Regions from separate parts of the Mus musculus genome. Here region 2 is linked to region 1. Evidence: chromatin contacts called from public capture Hi-C data. All regions are on one chromosome and are shown on one strand. The core of a region is the stretch at or near the end of the contact, and the rest is flanking DNA. Distances in the headings are between cores, read along the strand shown. Region 1 overlaps Ube2q2 (ubiquitin-conjugating enzyme E2Q family member 2). Region 2 overlaps Nrg4 (neuregulin 4).

What was found. Capture Hi-C pulls out chosen DNA fragments and counts their contacts.
Region 2: a contact with region 1 is called in a capture Hi-C map of bone marrow-derived macrophages, with 3 times the contacts expected there. The contact joins two enhancer-like sites. A contact is called at or near these places in 2 of 15 datasets of contacts at CTCF or cohesin (large pre-B cells and pro-B cells), 20 of 484 Hi-C or Micro-C datasets (embryonic stem cells, nephron progenitors and peritoneal macrophages), 7 of 115 datasets of contacts at active chromatin or transcription factors (the 230-238 cell line, bone marrow-derived macrophages, embryonic stem cells and 2 more) and 3 of 9 other capture datasets (adipose tissue, bone marrow-derived macrophages and liver).

The regions. Positions count from the first base shown.
Region 1 is chr9:55,168,743-55,173,484 of GRCm38.p6, reverse strand. The region is part of intron 3 of Ube2q2 (ubiquitin-conjugating enzyme E2Q family member 2); the gene reads right to left. Among named protein-coding and RNA genes, the nearest start is that of Ube2q2, 22 kb to the right of the region's middle. Within about 2 kb of position 2,509, at least 41 of the 459 cell types and tissues checked have an H3K27ac peak or open chromatin away from gene starts, as enhancers often do. A contact at or near this core is called in adipose tissue and bone marrow-derived macrophages, where this site is marked.
Region 2 is chr9:55,253,879-55,258,620 of GRCm38.p6, reverse strand. All of the region lies in intron 3 of Nrg4 (neuregulin 4), which reads left to right. Among named protein-coding and RNA genes, the nearest start is that of Nrg4, 27 kb to the left of the region's middle. Within about 2 kb of position 2,765, at least 40 of the 459 cell types and tissues checked have an H3K27ac peak or open chromatin away from gene starts, as enhancers often do. A contact at or near this core is called in adipose tissue and bone marrow-derived macrophages, where this site is marked.

The DNA.
Region 1 (4,742 bases), core at 1,260-3,759:
AAGAGCATGGTGGCAAGCTCTGCGAGGAGTTTAGGATAGTAAGTGTTTCTGGCTACCCCCAAAGAAATACTGAGAAACAAAACAGAGACCACAGTTACAGAGAAAAATCAGACAGGAAAATGAAATACACAGAAAGAGGAATCACACAGCCACTGGAGTTGTATCTATTAACACTAAATGTAACACCCACTAAGGAACTTAGAACTCTGGAACTGGCACCATTCAGTCAGAAGCTCTGTACGTGTACACACTTGTATATGTGGGTTCTCCGCACCAACACACTTTCCATGCTAAAAACAGACACCAAGTATACAACACTCTCCATGCATACCATACCTATCTCCATAAACCAAACCTTTCTAGGAAATCAAGACGAGAGTACACTCTGGAGGGATCCCCCAGGGAGTAGCAGTAACAGCACTGACAGCAGCGGGTCAGTCCATCACTTGCAAGGTCACATGTACTGACAAAAACAAGAGTAACCCAAAGTCACCTGAAAAGTATTGTACCGTTCTGTCTAGATAACTCTTAGGTCTGAGAGAGAGAGAGAGATAATCCTAGCAAAGCAACCCCCTAAGTATGTACCCCAGAGAAATGACTGCACAAGAGTATCCAGAAATACAAACAAGAAAATCCACAGTAGGACTCTTAACAGAAATACAAACCAAACAAAAAGATCAAAAAACTAGAAACAGCCTACCATTATCTATCAACACTCAAGTGGAAAATGGGCATTCTCATCTTTTTGAACAACGAAATGAACATAGCAATAAAAAAGGAACTGCAAAGAAAACATGCCAATATATATAGTGTGACTCTTAAAGCTCAATACAGGCAACACTAAACTATACAGAAGTAAGCACGCATGAAGGATAAAGTCAGAGGAAAGTAAGGACAGATGGCTAGCTATGAAGATCTAAAGGAGGGGCTCAGGCAGTAAACATGGGACCTGAATTCAGATCCTTAGTACCCATGTACAAGTCAGATATGGCAGATCCCTGGGGCTTGTTGGACAGCCAGCCTAGCCTACTGGATAAATTCCAGGGCAGAGAGAAACATTGTGAGGGCTGGAGAGACAGCAAAGCTTCCTAAGTCAGAACCTTGATGCAGAAGTGAAACAAGAGCCTAAAAAAGAAACAAAACCATTCAACAACCTTAGACTCTAAGTGAAAACAAAAAATTACCACATCTATCCTAACAATATTAATTACCAAAACACAAAGGATGATTCAAAATCAGGCCATTTTTCTTACATAATTCACAAATTAACTTGGATATCTACACTGTTGTCCAATCTACACCCAGGAAAAACAAGACAGACTTCAAGTTCAGGATATATTGTAAGTAAAAAACAAAACCATGGACCCTCTAGAAAATAAAACCTGAACAGTTAGAAAAATTAAACATTTTTCTCATCTTTCTTTAGGCTCCACTAAATTACAAAAGAATAAACATTTTATAAATACAAAAATTTGAAAAGCAAAAGGGACTTATGAGGAGCAATAAAACACCATTTCCATTAGATGACTGTAAATAGGAGCTGTGATCAGTGAAGCTCACAAGTGCAAGTACAGGTCAGGAGACAGCAGTGACCAAGGAGAGATCTGCAAAAAGCACCCTCAATTCAGAGGCTCCAGACTCAAGACACCAAATACACTGCAACAGGAGCAGCAGGCAGGATGGAAACCTACAGACTAACCAAAAGCCTGCCTGCAACACACACCACACAGCCCTCAAATGCTCTGCATTCCCCACCTCCTTAAGTAGAACCCAGGAGATTATCTGTCAGACAAAATGTCATCTGCAGAGAAACTGGAGCCATCTTTTACCCTGTACTAACAAGTGGAAAAGTAGGGGGAAGAGTGGTTGGGAATCAACATAAACTCCCCCTAAAGCTATCAGGTGACAAGTGTTGGCTACAAGGAACTCCACATCATTTATTTGGCACAAATGAAGAAAGGTATGTTTAAAAAACATCAAAATACAAATGAGTAAAGATAGGACACAAAAATACTTGAGAACAGGCTTTACAATATATACAAGACAAGATGAAACTGAGAAAATATATAGCAAATAAAAAAATACAGATGCTAAACAGGCCAAAGTGCCACAATAAGCTGGTTTATGATTCTACCACATCTATATGACCTGTACAGAATGCTAGGAAGAAGGGACAATCAGAGAGCTCTTAAGCTCAGGCTCACATTCCGAGACTGGACATGACTCCCTCCTCCAGATGAATCACACCACCAGGCTTAAAGCCTAGGACTCACAGCCCACAGTGAACCTGCGCTGGCTTGGAGAATGATTCAGCTCACAAACCCCTCACTGGCGTGCTCCAGGTTTAAGCCTTAAGAATGCCCAGCAACTTAAGCTGGGCATTGGTAGATAAAGGAGTTCAAGGCCAGCCTGATCTACAGAGTGAGTTGCCAAACAGCAAGGGCTACTACTCAGAGCAACCCTGTCCTGGAAAAAAAAAAATGCCCAGCAACTTCCCCTCTTGTATCCTTGAAGAGTTCTGACTGAAATTCTGAGGAAACAGAAGCCTTATGAAGAGGCCCTTCAGGATGATGTCATGTACAGAAAAAATGCCAGGCAAAGAAACACTAAAGATGCCAGATACATGAAGAGTGGGGGAAAAAGGAAGCCATGTGTGAACACTTGAGAGCTGTTCGAGATAAAGATCACACTAGTTGTCCACAGCCATACTATCGCGAGTGTGCACCTGACTGCACACAACAGTCACCAAATGAAACCAATAGATACTCAGCTAAGCCTAACTAATCCATCCAATCGCAACAATTACTATTTTAAGGCATTAAGATTTTTTTGTTTTAATCTTTTGAGACAGGGTCTCACAGTACAGCTTTGACTGGCTCCAAATTCAAGAGATGCGTCTGTTTCTACTTCTCAAGTGCCAGGATTAAAGGTGAGTACTACCATCCATCCCCAGCCTGTTTGGGGGTTCTGAGACTGAGTCTTCATTTGTAGGACAGGCTGGCCTCAGCCTCCCGTGTGCCACCACATCCAGCTCTAAGCCATTAAGTTCTGAGAAAATAGGGTAAACATATACAATAAAAACAAAACTTCAGGGCTAAAGAGATGGCTCAGTGGTTAAGAGCACTTGCTGCTCTTGTAGAAGCCTACTGTTTGATTGTTAGCACCTAATGGCAGCTAACAACATCTACTTCCAGGGACTACCAAGATTCTCTACTGTTGCATGTGGTGCACATACATGTAGGCAAAACACTCATACACATATTTTTTAAAACCTTAAAACTTATTATTGTCCGTGTGAAATAGAAAAAAGTTGACAGTACAGCAAAATTTTAAAAGAAAGAGAGAAAAGGTAAGTTGGTTCAGTGGATAAAGGTGCCTGTAGCCAAGCCTGACCACCTGGGTTTGATCCTGGGACTCAGATGGTGGAGAGAACCAATTCCTGCAAGTTGTTCTCTGACCTCCATAAAAGTGCCACCAACGTTCATACCAACACACACACACGCATATACAAATAAAAATAAAATAAAATTAAGAAAAAGAATATAATACAATAGATGTAAAGACTCAAACCAAGAGGTCTAAAAATCTAAAAGCAGCCCAGCATTGACGATACAGCCTGTAATTCTAGCATTCAGGATAAAGACAACCATCAGCCTCAGCTACATATGGTTTTTGAAATCTGCGCCTAAAGTGTACAAGACCATGTCTCCAAAACGTAAAAACAAAATTGAAAAGTCCAGTTAATAAACTCCAAAACAAACAAAATAGACAAGCAAAGTTAACACACAAAAATATGTACCAAAACTCAAGACTCAAATTTGGAAAGGGACACAGCCTTACTCAACGTCCAGCGCAATGAAAGAGAAAAGATCCTGAGTTAAGGACACTGCTGCAGTGCATTACACCAAAGAAAGCACAAATTCCCTGAAGCTTCCAAAGAAAAATCATACATAAGATTCCGGGTGGCATCAGCTTCAGCTACGCCACTGGCTAGAAGACAACAGCATAGTTATTTGAAATTCTTAGGCAAAAATTTCAGCCTAGATTTATTATTCACTCAAACACTGAGTGAAAGAGAACACAACAGCAGCTGATACTGAGGCCACACAACTCCCATGTACAGCACTGCGCACTGCTTTTAGAATACCTGCAGTGCTGACAAACCACTCCGACCGACTACTCTGTACAAGTGAGAAGTGGTCAAAGACTAGGAAGATGGCAACAAGAACCACATTTTGGAACCAGTGTGGGCGGGCTTGTTCTAACACCAACTCTGAACCAGGTTTTTCAAAAGCTAACTCAGGAAATATGCCATTCCTTCATGCTTCGGCCTTTATCCGACAGTGTAATAAATAGAGACGAACAAGAAAAAAGAAAGCCAATAGAGATGACATGAGATCCAGGAATCAATAGATTCGCTCTAGGATAGCAGAAAAGAAAAATCTCAAGGTGACAACTGTACAGGCCATCCGAGAACTCACAAAGACTAATTAATGCAGAAGAGACAGGGACTCCATAGACAGAGGATCCCAGAAAGAGCATGTGACATTTATAAACTGGGAAGTATTACTATAAAAAGAACCCTGAGAAGTAAAAGAATGCACAGGTATGGAAATGCCATAACAGAAAACATGGCTCCCCAAAGTCCTCACAGCACTGATCGTTCATGACTAAGCAATGCTTTAGAAGCAGTAGGTGGTTAAGTAGGTAGTTTATATAAGAGCTAAATCCTCATTTATTGT
Region 2 (4,742 bases), core at 1,516-4,015, 85 kb before region 1:
CATGCAGTGTGTTCCTGAATGCTTGAAATCTGTTTTCTGCGAATCCTTGGTGGGATGGCTAGAAACCTGTGAAAAATCATGAAATCACCAAATACCATGTGATGTGTATAGTCTCTCTCCTCTCCACTGACAGCTCAATCAGGGGTAAGAATTTTCCAGGTTCAGAACCCCTTTAAAAATATTTTTTGAAAAGGTAAAAGCATATTCATATAAAAAGGAACTTTCCAAAGATTGATAACTAATTAGTTATTAGGAAATCAATAAGATATCATAAATAGCTCAAAACTTCAAGCAACAGATATATACAGAGATATTAGGAATTCTGAAAAGACCCGATAAATAGATAATTGAACAATATTTGCAGGTCACTAATCACTTGTGTCCCAACAGATAAAATATATTTGGATTTCTGTAAGAAAGGTCCCTTACAATACTGTACATGGTCTGAAATTACAGACTTGTGAGATAGCACATTGAGCCTCCTCATCCCATCGTGGACACCTGGTACTTCCTGTGAGTCACAGGTTCCAGTAACTCAGGCTGGGTTTGAACTCCCTTGGTGCTTCTCCCCAGGTCTCCCAAATGCCAGGACTATAGGTGACACGTGCCTGGATCCCAGCAATTTTTTTTTAAGTTTTTACACATCCCAAATTCTTTCATAATTTTTATAAATATCTTGTTCATGATTTTAGTAACCTCAAAAGTCACTCATTTTTCTCAGTGCTGGAGATATGAACTAGGACTTGTTTATATGTATCACAACAACCATGTGATATATCCCCTTTAATTACACTTGTGTGTGTGTGTGTGTGTGTGTGTGTGTGTGCGTGCACATGTGTACCTGCACACACATGTCATGGCACACATGTAGAGCCAACAGGTAAGAGTCAGTTGTCTCCTTTTCCTATATGGGTTCCTGGAACTAACTAGGTTGTCAGGTTTAGCTGTGTCTTTATCAGCTGACTATCTTACTAGGTTTTTGTTTTGTTTTGTTTTGTTTTGTTTTTTGAAACAGGGTCTCTCTGTTTGCCCTGGCTGTCTTGGAACTCACTCTGTAGACCAAGCTGGCCTAGAACTCAGAAATCCACCTGCCTCTGCCTCCCGAGTGCTGGGATTAAAGGCGTGTGCCACCATGTCCAGCTCAATGTTTTAAAATTACTAATTTTCTAGATTGGCATGCAGAATTGTGTTCTATTCTCACTCCTCACACATGTGTGTCATGCTTTGTCCTCAGTTGCTCCTCCCTGCACTGCTGTGTCCCGTGCTCCCTAGACCCCTCCAGCTGGCTCTCTTTTTCTTCCAGTTATCCCCACTTCTGCTTTCTTGTTACATAAATTCTCTTCTCTCAGGATCATTTCCCCATGGGAGCATGCACATGAGCACACACACTAACACACACACACACACACACACACACATCCACACACTAGAACAAACAAATGTATGCTAATAGATACACACATACAAATAAGAGACCAGTTGTGATATTTACCTTTCTGGATGTGGGGAGTTTTGTGTAATATAATAGTTTCCAGTTCCATTCACTTTCCTGCAAATGTCAGGATATCTATTGTGTATAAATCCTATGTTTGTTTGTTTGTCTGTGTATGGACAGCTAGGCTGATTTCATTGCCATGCTACTGTGAATAGCAATGGAATGGATACATGTGTATCAGTGTCTTCAGGCATGTGTCCAGAAGTGGTGTGTCTGAGAGCACAGTAGCTCAGTGGTTAGTTTCTTGAGGACCCTACTGCTGATTCCTGTGATGGCTTCACAAGGTCACGATTTAGCCATCAGTGAACTTCTTCCTCTCCACGTCCTCTTTGGCCTTTGTCATCGTTTGTTTCCTTGATGTCTGGTGGTAGCCATTCTGATCAAGATGGAGTGGGTCTCAAAGCAGCTTTAATTTGCTTTTCCCTGATGGTTATGGATGTTGAACACTTGGTGAGTTCTCATTGGTTGATTTGCATCTTCTTTTGAGAATTATCTATTCTGTTCATCACCCCATTCACTGATAGATAAGCAGTTCTCAACATGGTCATGGCCCCTTTGGGGTCAAATGACCCTTTCACAGGGGCCTAAGACCATCATCAAACACAGAGACTTACATCACAATTAAAAGCAGTAGAAAATTATAGTTATGAAGTAGCAACAAAAATAACATTATGACATCAAAAAGTGTGAAGGACTACGACGACATTAGGAAGGCTGAGAACCAGTAGATTAGGTAATTTGGGTGGTTTCTAATGTTTAATTTTTGCATGTTTAAAAAGGCTTTTTTAAATATTTATTTTTAGATTTTTTTCTTTAGCTTTATGTGAGTGTTTTGTCTATAAGAATGTATGCACACCACGTGCATGACATGTCCCCTGAGACTGGAGTTACAGATGGTTGTGAGTCACCACCACATGGATGCTGGGAACTGAACCTGGGTCCTCTGCAAGAGCTGCCAGTGCACTTCACTGCAGAGCTGTCTCTCCAGCCCAGGCTTTTTGTTTGTGATTTTTAAAAAATGTTTTTAAATTTAAAAAATATTTTTATTTTGAGACAAGTTTTCAACAATTTGCCCCGGTCAGGCTAGCCTTGAACTTGCAGTCTTGCTCACGCCTGTTGAGTAGCTAGGGTTTACAGCCTATGCTGGGCTTCTCAGTTATTCCTGGTCAAAGAAGTGCTGGTGTAGGCTTACGTGAGTGAGGAAGTGTGTTGATACCACCATGAGTTTGTTCTTACAAGTCTTAGCCATTTAGCAATGAGTCTATGAAAGTTACAACACTCACTTTGCTCTGAGACATTTCCTAAGAGTCTTGGAATGAAGGTCCCCAGGCCTCTTGGCTGTCAAGAGGACAGGAAACCACGCCTAAGAAACTATCCCCCAGATTTCATGGGTAGTATGGACGTTTAAGCCAGTTCCTCTTGACTTGGAACCATCCAGTTTCCTGAGGTGCTTGGCCTGGTAGCCAAGGACATTCTTCAGGGACCGTAAGCCAGGGACCAAGCCATTTGTCCTGAGTAGGCTTGGTTAGATGTAGGACCCACAAGTAAAAACAGCATAGTTCTGTAAGAATGGATAGACACTAGATAATTCAAATCAACAAAAATCAGATAATTCAAATTTTAGTTTCAGTTTATGAAAGCAATGTTTACTGAATTTTTGTAGTATATAAATATCTTCTGAAGAGAAGATTTTTTTAAATATAAAAAGAACATAGCATAAAATATGAATAGTAATCTAAGCAAGCACCTGTAACAATTGTCCCTCCATAGTTCATACATTTCCGTGCTCGTCACGATTTGGGGTTACCAATCTGCTTTCCTGTGTTGTCCTCTGAAGCGCAATGGATGACGGGAAATCCTGACTCAGGCCTTTGGTTATGAGTGAACATTCTATTAATATCCATTATCTTAGAATCTTGTTCCCAAGAATCTATTCTTTGAAGAATTAAGCCATACTTGTCATTTATTTCCTATGCAACTCAGAGACTTTGCCAAACATCAAATTAAAACAGAAACTGTGTTGGAGATGTCTCTGAGTATAGAATGTGTGTGGTGCACTTTGCTGTGTGTCTAATGCTCAGTGCCAGCTGAAAAGCCAGGTGTTTGTACTCCTAGCTTGGAGGCAGAGAGAGGAGGACCCTGGGAGCACTCTGCTCGGTCTCTCTAGTCTAATTGGTGACCTCCTCCAGGTTCAGAAAATATGATCAAGAAAAGCACGTCAAATCGCCCTCTGTCCTGTGTATACACTTGCACACATGCCTACACACATGAACACATGCACACAAACACACACACCGTGCACAACAAGGAAACATGAGTCTTTTATATAGCAAATAATGGCTATAGTTAATTTCCTCCTGTGGTCATTAATATCACAATGGAAAAGGACAAAATCCTCTACCGGCATATATTGAATAACTTTTTCAAATGGGTTTTGATCTGTATTTTAAAATCTTTTATGGTGACTGGGCATGATGGTATATGCTAGTGACCATAGCAACTCAGGAGGATCACACTAGCCCAACTGTTCAAGAAAGGCATGATCCCATATTAAAGCAAACAAGCAAACATACAAACATATGGAATCAAATATGTTGAGAAACCTCCAGAAGCATCCAGAGATTTTAATGTGATGAGTTCTATTCTAACTACTGTCTTTATTCTCTAATGTAAATGACAGCAGTTCCTATTCTAACTACTGTCTTTATTTCTCTAATGAAATGACAGTGACTTTGAAGTATCTTTTTGGGGTATAAATGATATTTTGAGGGGTTTTTTTTCTGTGTTCAAGATTCAGTTTTGGGAAAGTAAAATTAAAACCTTATTGAAGAGGTTGGGCCATTTGGTTATAGCATCACGGTGGTTGAGAGAGGGTTCCTGGCTGTCTCTCTCCTCAGAGGAACAACAACATTTAAAATAAAAGTAGAAAGAATAGCTATACAGAACCTTGGTCCCTGCCTCTCCCTCCCTCCTCTTCCTCTTTCTTTTTGAGTTAATATTTTTCTTCCCATAAGTAATCCAGGATGCAAACTTCAGCATCAGGCACAGAAACACATCCTGGGCAGATGCTGAGTCACTGCTTTCTGGTCTGGTCCAGGAAAGAACAGAATTTCATCTGCTCTGTAAACCCAGCCAGGGAGGAACCGAGAACCAAGAACACACTTTACATGATAAGAAAATGAAATTCCAAAATTTCCAAAACAGATCTTTTCATATTCAAACACCTTAGTTAACCCCTGGCAACAGT